Linked DNA regions of Canis lupus: region 1 is linked to region 2. Evidence: chromatin contacts called from public Hi-C data. All regions are on one chromosome and are shown on one strand. Each heading gives the region's core, a stretch centred on a gene start, on an enhancer-like site or on the middle of the called end of the contact. The rest is flanking DNA. Distances are from core to core; before and after follow the strand shown. Region 1 holds the start of C35H6orf52 (putative uncharacterized protein C6orf52 homolog). Region 2 holds the start of GCNT2 (N-acetyllactosaminide beta-1,6-N-acetylglucosaminyl-transferase).

Region 1 (5,421 bases), core at 1,349-3,848, 130 kb before region 2:
GACCATGCTACATCCTAGACACCTAATCAATCATTCAAATGAAGTCAAATTGTAAAGTAATAATGCCTCAACATTATCTTATAGGATCTAATATTCTTACCATTGTGATGCACTAAAGCCCCATGGTCTATCTTCTTTTTCATGTCATATATGTGAATTGTTTCATCTTTGCTCCCAGTGACCACAAAACGACTATTTACAGCCACCGCTGACAAGGAGGCAGTGTGGGCATGGTGAGTGAAGTCAGCCACAGCAGTCCATTTTTGCTGAAGAGTAAAACACACAATGTCACAATCATATCATAGTTCTGAATTCCTTTGTAAATCAAGCCTCCTACTGCACACACCAAGTACCTTTCTGCTCCCTACAAAAATGTCTGCAGCTTAATGCAAACAGATGTTACTCGAAACACCTAAGTGGTTCCACGATCCATGAAAATGACCAGTAGATACTTACAAAAGGAGAAGAAAAGTATGCAATGATAGATTAAGAAAAACAAAGAACCTGAGAAATACGGCAGGCAGCAAGGAAATGGGAAGGCCATGCTGGGTATCCTGACTCCAAAACAATTATGGAGACAGGGCTACTTTAAGGTCCTAGCCAAACCCTTAACTGCTTAATATATTTATTTATATGTGAGGCTTGGATACCATTCATTCATTCAAATGTTCAGATTTTGATTTGAATTTACTCAAATACTAAATGAATACTATGTACCTGACACTATTTTAGATGATTGATATATAGCAGTAAACAATGTCCTTATTATAACAGAACTGCCATCCCTGGGGGAAAGACAGACAGTAAACAAATACGATGCCACATACAGAGGAGTATAATGACAAGTCTTACAAAGAAAAATAAACAGGATAAAAATTATGCTTCCTTCCATCAGTACCAATATAAGCCCCACAGAATGACCCATGACGAAGTCTCAAGAACTCTATGCTTATGGAGATGCAACTTTTGGATTAAATAAATGAGACTGGATGAGCACCAAGAGTGACTGGCAGCTGAAAACACATACACACACCTCAAATGGAAGAAGATGCATTAGGAAGTATTAGCAAAACAAACCAAAGAAGAAGGAAAAAAAAAAATCAGACCTCTCTGAACATGTTTAAGATGTGTTACAGCAAATTAATTTCTAAATACCTACAGCAACAGACATTGCTTCCAGCAACCAGGACCAAAGGAGCTCTTCTGAATAAAGACACAATATTCCTGAGGACTGCTATCGCGGTAAAAACAAACAAAAAACCTTTGTGCATATTACAGAAGGAATGCTGATTATCTGAGCTACTTGTCTGTCTAGGTTTAGCAGCAGTAGTGGCGAGTGTCAGGGCTTCACATTTCACACACACCTGAGGACCGGAGTCCCAGGTCTCCCTTTGTGGCCCGGAGCAGGTCACCTAACCTATCTCAACTTCAGGCTCTCACCTGTAAGACAGAGTCAGCTGTACCCGCCTCGGGCTATTGCTGTGAGGACGACTATGTGTCCGGGACAACACAGCAACTTCATTACAAAGAAAACACAATCAATAGCACCATCTTTAGACGTTCAAGAGATGTCACCTTCCGGCCAAAAGCAGATTAATGACCAGGTAGAGAACGAAATAAACAAAAGTAATCAGTCAAATTATATACATCCAGTTTTCTGATTAATTCAAGACTGACACCTTGACTTCGTACATAAATACTGAAGAAATAAAAATAAAAAAGGTGAAGAAGCCTATTTTTTCTTAGGGGGAAAAAAACATGACTAGGCTAAAAATTAGATCTTATTTCTGGTCCTGGACAGGTCCTAACTACCTGTTTCACTAAAGGCAATCTTACTTAACATTTCTGCTCACACATCTGGTAAAGATAATTGTATTTTGTTGTCATTTTCTCCATGCATTTGTCCCCCTTGCTCTCCTCACGCTAGCGAGCTCTCCAGCGCGGATCCATTCCTTCTGGCTTCTTCGCACCCCCTTTACCAACGAATGCCCCCCCCCACTCGGGGGGGGGAAAGAGTCCGAAACTACTGAATAAATTGGAACACTTTTTTTTTTTTTAACCAATGAGAGATTCATCCAGACTCAGCTCTACTATCTTGAAAAATCCCAAGACAAAACTCAATAAAAGAGCAAACTGTTCTTTCATTAAACCCTGAACACGTGAAACTGGCTGTCAACTCACAGGCGTTAAACCCTGAACCCAGGAACGCCAGCTTCCTTCCTGGACCGCGCTCAGAAAGTCTGTGAAACCCAACAGACACGACCTCGTCTTATGAAATGCCCACTCTACATTAAAAAAAAAAAAAACTAAACTAAACTACACGCGTGGGTTCGATTCATCAATGAAGCCCTAAGAGATCAAAGTGTTTACCTGCGACGCCGTGCCCACCTCCGCCGCGGGGGAACCCGCCCGGACCCACCCGCGCACCTCCTCCCGCGGTCCCTCCGCGCGCCCCCTCTGACCTCCCGGTGCTCGCCGCCTGCGTCCGGCTCCCGGCGAATAGCGAACCCAAAAAGGACCTGCTCGTAGCAACCAGCTACCAGCTCCATTCAGCGGCGCACGTGCCCCTTCCGCGAGCCCCGCTCCGCCGACACGGAATGACGAAAGCGGACGCCAGCGCACGTGGGGGTCCTTCCTGCGCCGGCGCTCAAATTGACGTCACGAGCTCAGGGCTGCCCTTGGGGCGCCTGCCTCCGTGGAAACTGTTTCAGCGCTCGAAGATCGCGCGGAGCTTCCAAGAGGAGAAGAAACAAGGACGCCGCATGAGGACGTTCTCAAGGCGAGGAGACAAAAGTTGGGAGCAAGCAGGCACGTCCTAGGTGGCCGCCAGCTGGGCGGGTCTCAGGGGAGCAGGGCGGGGCAGCCTCTGCGGAAGCCCCTCGTTTCCGTGACGTCATGGGGGCGTGGCCTGCCCAGAGTGGGCGGGGCCTCTGGCGGCGTGGTGCTCTACCCCGGGAGGCACCTGCAGATGTGGGGTGCGGGACCCGGGACGGGAATTAGGAAGGTTAGGGAGTTCGGAAAAAGGAAGGTCTCCTTTTTGCGCCCGAAGCACAGAGGAGGCTCCCTCCCAGTAAGGCACGGAGGGGGTGGCCTGCGGCGTCTAGAGCAGCGCGCGAAGTCGGGGGCCCGCCCTGCGCACCTCCCTTCCAGCTCGTCTGGCTGCGCGGACCGTGCGGTCCCTGCGGCCGGCGTCGCCCCACCACCCGGAGGAGGGGCCAGGGCGCTAGACCCGAAGGGTGCAAGGAGGGGCCGCTCGAGCAAGCCGGGCGCACGCCGCCTCGGCGAACGTGCCGGAGGGACTCTCACCCCCGAGCCCCGAGGTCGGCTCCGGTCGTGAAAACAGAAATCGCCTTAATTGACGTCTGAGAGCTCCCCGTAGGGTACGGAGATGCAGAGGTCTGTTAGACAGCACGGCTTTGCGCACGCCTGATGGAACACCTCCGGGAGCGTCAGCATCTCGCAGGTGCTGCGGCAGCTGGGTCTGCAAGTGGGAGCGGGGGGCTCGTCGGCGCCGGCTCGTCAGCCCTGTGGCGCGCTGAGCTTACAGCGCCTTCCCCTCCTCCCCTCCCCTCCCCTCCCCTCCCCTTTTTTGTAGGATTTTATTTATTTAATCAGGAGAGAGAGAGAGAGAGGCAGAGACACGGGCAGAGGGAGAAGCAGGCTCCTGCAGGGAGCTCGATGCGGGACTCCCCGAGACCCCGGGGTCACGCCCTGAGCCCAAGGCAGACGTTCAACTGCTGAGCCACCCAGGGATCGCTTCTTCTTTTTTTTTTTTTTTTTTTAAGGTTTTATTTATTTACTCATGAGAGACACACACAGAGAGAGGCAGAGACACAGGCAGAGGGAGAAGCAGGCTCCCTGCAGGGAGCTCGATGCAGGACTCGATCCCACGACCCCGGGGTCACGCCCTGAGCCCAAGGCAGATGCACAACCACTGAGCCACCCAGGGGGCCCCGTATCTGTTTATTTAAAAGCAAAACTAATAGTCTCTCATCCAGAAAGAAAAAAAAAATCTTTGAATGAACCTATGTTTCAAGATCTTTCCTGTGTTCTGTCTGTGGAAAAGCCCCTGGTGCTCTCTTTAGCCTAGGGAGATCTCAGCTGTTGTATGATGGGAATTACTACTCATTCAGTAGGTTTTTTTTGAAGTTACCTTTAACCTAGCCCTGTAACGGGGTATTTACTATGTATTGCCAGGTTATCACACTTCTTCTTAAGTATTTGTCGCATCTTAAAGAAGAACACTATGGCTGGAAAAAGTCTTTTATTTCCAACTAGGAATCTTTTAGAATATGGCTGGTTCTAGAATGAAAACCATAAACAACGTGGACATAAAGCAAAGTGGTGTAGTCATTTTTTTTTTTTTTTAACTGTCAGAAATGACGAACCCATTAGCTGGGAAAAACCGTGAAGAGCATTTATTTATCCAGGTGATCCCAATCCGAGAGAGTTTATGGCTAAGTTCTGGCGGCTTTAAATACCCTGAAATTCTACCTAAAGTTGTCTATGTACATTTTTGGAGGAGAGCATTGATAAAAGTTCACTCCATTTTCCAAAGGATTGGTGCCTCTACAGTTAAAATGTACTAATGCAGTATGAGGTTATGAATGTGAAATGAGTCTAGAAAAATAACTCAAAACCACACAGCTAAGCAACAGCCCCCCACCCCACCCCCACCCCCACCCCACCCCCCTGGTCAGACCCTAGCGCTGCTGCTTTTCTACATTTCCTTGGGCACAAACTTTCACAAAGAAGGACAAAGCAGTTTTTCACTGTCTAAGGGAAAACAATGCAAAATTACATACTTGTTCAACTGGATCCAAACTGCGCATACTTCCTGCAAACCTACTGTTCTCTTTCCAAACACAGGATGCAAAAAAAAAAAAAAAAAAAAAAAAAGCCATTTAATCTCATTCTTGTGAAAACTGCAGTTGCCAAGAAACCACCAACTGTTAAGAGTTCATTAACGCTCAAGCAAAACAGGACTTTTTGTTTTGCTTTTTAAATTATTGATTGAAAAGCTTTTTACACTTGAGCCACACATTGATTTATTCATTCATTCAACAGATATTTATTGAGTGCCTGGCTTTGTTTGGTTTGCTAAAGAAAACAACAGCCAGTTTTTTTTTGGGGGGGGGGCAGAGGGGCAGCAGTTGGTCAGGTGGATATGCTGGGCTCAAAGCAGAATATAGCATAGAAGAGTCAGCTGTGTTAGAAATATGAGAGTCTAATATTCCTGCTCAATTACCCTTTTTTCTCACTGGCAGGTAGCAAGTCTTAACTTTTAGGGCTACAGAGGTGCATGTGCACATCCCCAGAGTACTTTGGTCTCCTTTGCACATAGAGCTAAGGGAAGCTGAGAGTGAGCTACTTCCCCTGGACACTGGCCAGTTGTCGGCCCTGGTATAAATTTGCTTCACC
Region 2 (5,587 bases), core at 480-2,979:
CCCAGGACCCCAGGATCATGTTACAGTTGCCTGTAACACCCAGTGAAGGCAGATGCTCAACCACTGAGCCTCTCAGGTGTCCCTATAAAGATTTTTTTTAATTAACATTTGAAAATATAAAGATCTTTGAAATAACCTTTTGGTTTTTTACTATTTTTTCAAAAGCAGCTCATTCAGTATTGACTGTGCAATGTTCACTCAGAAGAACAAAAGTTAAGAGACTCACATACCTGGGATCCTATTGAGCGTCACCCAGAAGTGTTCATCAGGACTGTAAGTGTCTTTGGACCAGGAGAGCAAGTCAAGTGCATGCTGGTCTTGGAGGACAAAGTTGGCGAATTCCCTGGTGAGGGCCACATAGGCAGTGCCGAAGTAGATGGTCATGTTGTGAGGAGGTGGGGTCTTTAATTGTGTTGTTTTAAGCATGTAGGAATTCTTTTTGCTTAAGAGCTCCCGGTGGACGTACTTGGTCCGTCCGATGGCATGAGCGGGGGGCAGCACCCCGGGGGTGATGTTTTTCCCTTTAAATCCTTTCAGATACCGAACGATCTCCTTGTTGGTCTTCAGGGGGAAATCTTGGCCACACGTGTTGATGGCGTACTTCCAGGGCACCTCAGATGCCCCAAGGTCTTTAAGGCAGTTCAGGTCCGCCTGGAGCCTGGAAATCCCACCATAGACCACGGGCTCCATCTTCGAAGCAAGAAAAGCATTTGGGAAGCAGCTGAGCAATTGCTTCACTGCATTTTTAAATGTGTCTGTTGCCTTTTCATCCACATGCACACAGTAGACATTTTGGGGCATGTAAATCGCCCTGAAGAGTCTCTCAAAAGTGTCAAAGTCTTTGTGGATGGTCACTGTGTAAGCCAGAGGGAACCCTGCCTCCTCTTCTGATAGTGTTTGTGTTATATAGTGACTTTGAGCCATGTACTCGTAACAGGTAGAGTCACTGAGAGTAGTTTTCAGTGCGTTCCCCGTTGGGTAAAAAACCCTCCCCTTAAAAATCTGTTGACAGACTTCTGTTAACACCGAAGCATTGGACAGAGATGCCCTCAGAAAATGCTTCTCCTCCCATAACTTGTGATTGTAAACAAATACAAAAACCAGGGCAGTGATAAGAGACACAGTGAAAAGGTAATGCTTCCAAGAGACCATCATTCAAGACCAGAAAGCGAGGAAAATGTCTCCTGAGATCCGATCAGAGTGTAGATATATTCAACTTACATGTTCTCCAGAATCCATAGATCATCCTCTTGGTTGACGTGATTCTGAGCAGCTATTCCCCGTGCCCTTCCAGGTAACCGTTTGGACCTTTTTCCTGTCTTGCCTTCTCATTCGCCACTATGTTTCATTTCCACCTTTCTTTGACACATTTCTGAAGTAGCTCCTTTGGATTTGCTTTGCTCCGGCTCCCGTTCACCATGCAACCTGTTACCACACGAAAACAAGCCGTCTCGGGGAGGTTCTGATTCTGAGGTGTCCACCTCTCGCTGCTGGAAAGTCACCGAAGAGTGAGGTCACCATTCTGCAAGTCAGCGCCCCTTAGACTTTCTCTCCTAGCCTTTTCTCCCAGCCAGAGGTTGCGACTGTGTCAGTTCCCCAACTTCCTGTTAATCATTGCGTTCAACTGACTGGCTTTGTTTGCTTAAACAGCACTGCCAAGTTAAAAGCTTCAGTTCTAAGCATGTGAACACCGCCTGGAGAGACATTCTGTCAATAAATATTTAGTGCTTAAAAATTAATCGCTTAACCTGTCTTTTTCCACACACACACACTCCGACCTCCCTATATCGACTGGGTATGCTATAAAGCAAGACGTATGATTGGCTGTTGAGCCAAATTCTTTCCAGGGCTTAATTGTCTCTGCTGCTAGTAAGGTCCTTAGAAAGGCACATTTGCAAAATTACCTCACCACCTAACTTATTACACAAAGTGACTGGGGTGCTTGATGAATTAAGGTTAATTAAAAAATATATATATATATCCCCCCAAAAACACCCCACCTCAAACATCTGTCCCTACCCCAAAATTATATAAAGGCTAAAATTGCAGTTTGTGAAATGCCAAGTTGATCTCACCCGAGCCCAAGTTGTGGGTATGTAGAAAGCTAAGAGAGAGACAGTGTCTCACTCTGGGAAGTTCCAGAACTCACAGAGAGAGGTTTTTATGAATTTACAAACCCCCTCAAAGGGTTTTTCCCTATGCAAAAAATGAAAATAATTTTACCACCTCCCTAGGTTAGTCATGAGAATAAAGTGAAGTAACATGAAGAGTTCAGGGCCTTGCCCAGCAACCAGTTGAGGTGAGAGAGAAGAATGAACAAAAGTCCCTCCCCCATCATGTGTCAAGAAAACGACACAATCACCACCACTCTGTTGAAACCTTTTTACACTTCCCTTATTCTTCCTTCTGTGAGCCCGAGCCTGTTAGATGAAATGTCAAAGTTAACCCTGATCAGTTTTAGTTTATTTGGTGGTTAGCTGCATGGGGGTGTGAGCGTACGCTGTGCATACTTGCAGAAGTGGTGGGTTAGCACTGAGCTCACATAACCTTCATCTGTTTCTAGCTCCCACCACTGTCTGCACATGCTAGACAATCAAATATGTATTGATCGAGTGCTCTAGTTTTCATTTCTCTGTTTCCCTGATCACATTAGCATGAGATTCCAAATATTAAGGACTTCTAATCTTTATTTGTATCTATGGAGGTGGGTACATTCAACATACTTATTTTCCCAATACATCTTAGTTATAAAGACAACGTACTATTACAGAGAGTTGGTAAACACAATGTTTTCATGTCTGGTAGTCTATTTACCTCTTGCCCACAGACACACACATTTTGATTTTTGTGCTCAGGGTAGATGCAAGTGCACATCCTGCATTTTGTGTTTAATATCATAGCCTAATATTTCCATGGTGCTACTCAGTCTTCATGGGGTATTGTCTTCACAATCATTACCTTAGAACACAAGACTGGGATAATTATTTGTTGTTTTTTTCCCACCTCAGTTGAAAGCTTTATGCATTGGTGAAGGGATCTTCGGGAGCACAGGAAATGATGATAAGAAGAGATGCTGGGAAATTCTCCAGAACTAGGTACATCAGTCTCACTGGTTTCTGGAATCTGATTCTATAGCATGATTCAGACTCACCATCTTGTCTATATGATCCCAAATAGAATTCAATCAACCCAAATACCTATTTACTTAACTATCTCTCATGTGCGTACCTACAATTCTTTTGTACTAATCATCTCTTCAGTAAAGTAGTCATTTAAGAATAATCTTTTCTGAAATGATGACTAAAATTTCTCTTGTTTTAAAAAAAAAAATGTTACTATCCCTCTAGGTCTCTGTCCACATCAAATGAAAGGGACCAGTGATGATTAAATGAAGCCATCAATACCTAACATGGCTTATCTAAACTAGCCAAATTTTTACAGCTTCTCCTCTTAATATATCCAGATAACTTCCTGGGTTTATTCGGGCTATCACCTCATTCTTGGCACAATCCCATCCCTCCAGACATTTCATATAGAAATGCATCTCTCACAGCTTGCTGGCTCTCCTCTGAATCTACAATCCCTGAATTTATAGTTACAGGGTGAAAAACAATTACAGTTTAGTACTTTGCTTAGTAGTTAACTGTACCTCACCTGACCTGCTACAAGGGTCCTCTGATTTTAAGCTCTAGAAACATTCACAATTATTTAAAATAGAATCTTCAACAATGCTAAACATTTATTTATTTTATTTATTTACTTTAAAGATTTTATTTATTTACTTGATGGGATGAGAGAGAGAGCAAGCATGAGCAGGTGGGGAGGGTTAGAGGGGGAAGGAGAAGCAGGCTCCCCATCGACCAGGGAAGCCCATGTAAGGGCTCAATCCCAGAACCCTGAGATCATGACTTGAGCCAAAGGCAGATGCTTAGCCAACTGAACCACCCAGGTGCCTGGTAACAATGCTAAACATATTTTAAAGAATTAGTACCTAGCCTCTTTTTTTTGTTGTTGTTTCCATCAACCCAATCTATCTGCTGCTTAACTTCCTGGTAAGCATGTAGGAAATGTGGGAAATGCTTATTCTGATCCTCCTGGCTTTCCTGAGGCCCTATGCAATGTACCTCTAATCATCCTTCTAAATCCTGAGTTTTGGGCTCTTGCACTTATGCGAAATCATAGAAGAGGATGGTAATGGGTGACCATAAAAAACAGTGTGATTCTTCATCCCAGCTTGAGCATTAGATCAAAATGAATACCCTCAATTCTAAATTGGAGGCAGTAATCAGGTAAGATGGAGTTCTGAAGAAACGGAATTTGTTCTGACTGGTGGCTTGGTCACTCAATAAATAGTAGGTGTATATTTACGTCCCCAGAGTTCAGCCTGTGCTTACTTATTAGCGTTTTTTTTTTAAGTTTATTTTTTAGCAATCTCTACACCCTACATGGGGCTCGAACTCCCCACCCCAAGATCAAGAGTCACATACTCTTTCGACTGAGCTAGCCAGGCACCCCATTATTAACGTATACTATAAATCCTTATCCTGGGCATAAATTAATTTTTGGTCCTCTAAGAAAACTGTGCTTAGAGTTTAATCTCAACAACTGATTTTAGAAAGGGAGCAGAAGGGCTCCATTTCTACAGATGTGGATAAGCTACCCACGATCCTCATTTTACTTATTCTTGGGGCCACAGGATGCCTAAAGCACTTTTTACATACTTCACCATGACATCGCCTCTATGCTCAAGTTAGAAAAACTAAGGAAGCCACATGGATATTTGCTCAGAGTCTACAAAAGTCTCGTTGAGATCGCAGGGAATGAGCGTCTTGGATTAAATTGGTTTTACATGCTCTTGACATTTTGCCTTTTTTCATTATTCCAGCTCTTGCCCTGCCCTGGCTCTCCTCTCCTCCTCTTCTTTCTTCCTCTACCTATTGATGTATTTACTATTGTTAAATTCAGTACCCTGTCTTATCCTCACCAATACTTTTTTATAACCACAGGAAACAGCCTGAAACAAGAATATAGACTAGAAGAGTCCTGGATTCTGTGTCAGAAAGTCTCCAGTTGGACCAGTACCACCATGGATAGCTCAGAGCCCCTGCACAAGGTATTGGATCTCACACCTCACAACTGGAGTTCAGACCTCACAGGAATGTCATGGGGAACTAATGAAGTAAAAGTACATTTAACCACCAGACAATGCCAAATACTTTATTAAAGTCTGGAAACATTTTCCCCTTGCCAGAAGAAAACTGAGGAACATACTGTAAATCATTAAATTAGAAATGAACATTGTCCTTTAATAAAAACTTAAAAGTTGTAATTAAATATATGTGGATATTAATGAGTCAACAGGACAAATGGAAAAAATCCCAGTCCCCAGTAAGTACATGGCATAATGGGACACACTACTCTGAGCTAGTCTTTGAAAAGCCTTTAGAAATGGAAATCCTGTGTACCACTATCCAATGATTCATTCACTCATTCGACAATTACCTTTTGTGGGCTAACTTTATGCCAGGCAATGTGCAAGGTTCTAGAAATATAAAACATAAAGGCAGCCCACATGAATATAATCCTA

Evidence for each region. Hi-C and Micro-C count contacts between places; a contact is called where the count stands out from the background.
Region 1: a Hi-C map of blood shows a contact between it and region 2, with 2.5 times the contacts expected there. The contact joins the promoter of C35H6orf52 here to the promoter of GCNT2 in region 2. A contact is called at or near these places in 2 of 9 Hi-C or Micro-C datasets (both in blood).

What each region holds. Positions count from the first base shown.
Region 1 is chr35:11,734,465-11,739,885 of UU_Cfam_GSD_1.0, reverse strand. It overlaps C35H6orf52 (putative uncharacterized protein C6orf52 homolog), which reads left to right and starts at 2,598. Exons shown (of 4, transcript XM_038584494.1): 1 at 2,598-2,779. The coding sequence starts at 2,598. It overlaps PAK1IP1 (p21-activated protein kinase-interacting protein 1), which reads right to left and starts at 2,621. Exons shown (of 10, transcript XM_038584155.1): 1 at 2,463-2,621; 2 at 101-266. The coding sequence starts at 2,549.
Region 2 is chr35:11,602,118-11,607,704 of UU_Cfam_GSD_1.0, reverse strand. GCNT2 (N-acetyllactosaminide beta-1,6-N-acetylglucosaminyl-transferase) reads right to left here and starts at 1,729. Exons shown (of 3, transcript XM_038584150.1): 1 at 231-1,729. The coding sequence starts at 1,155.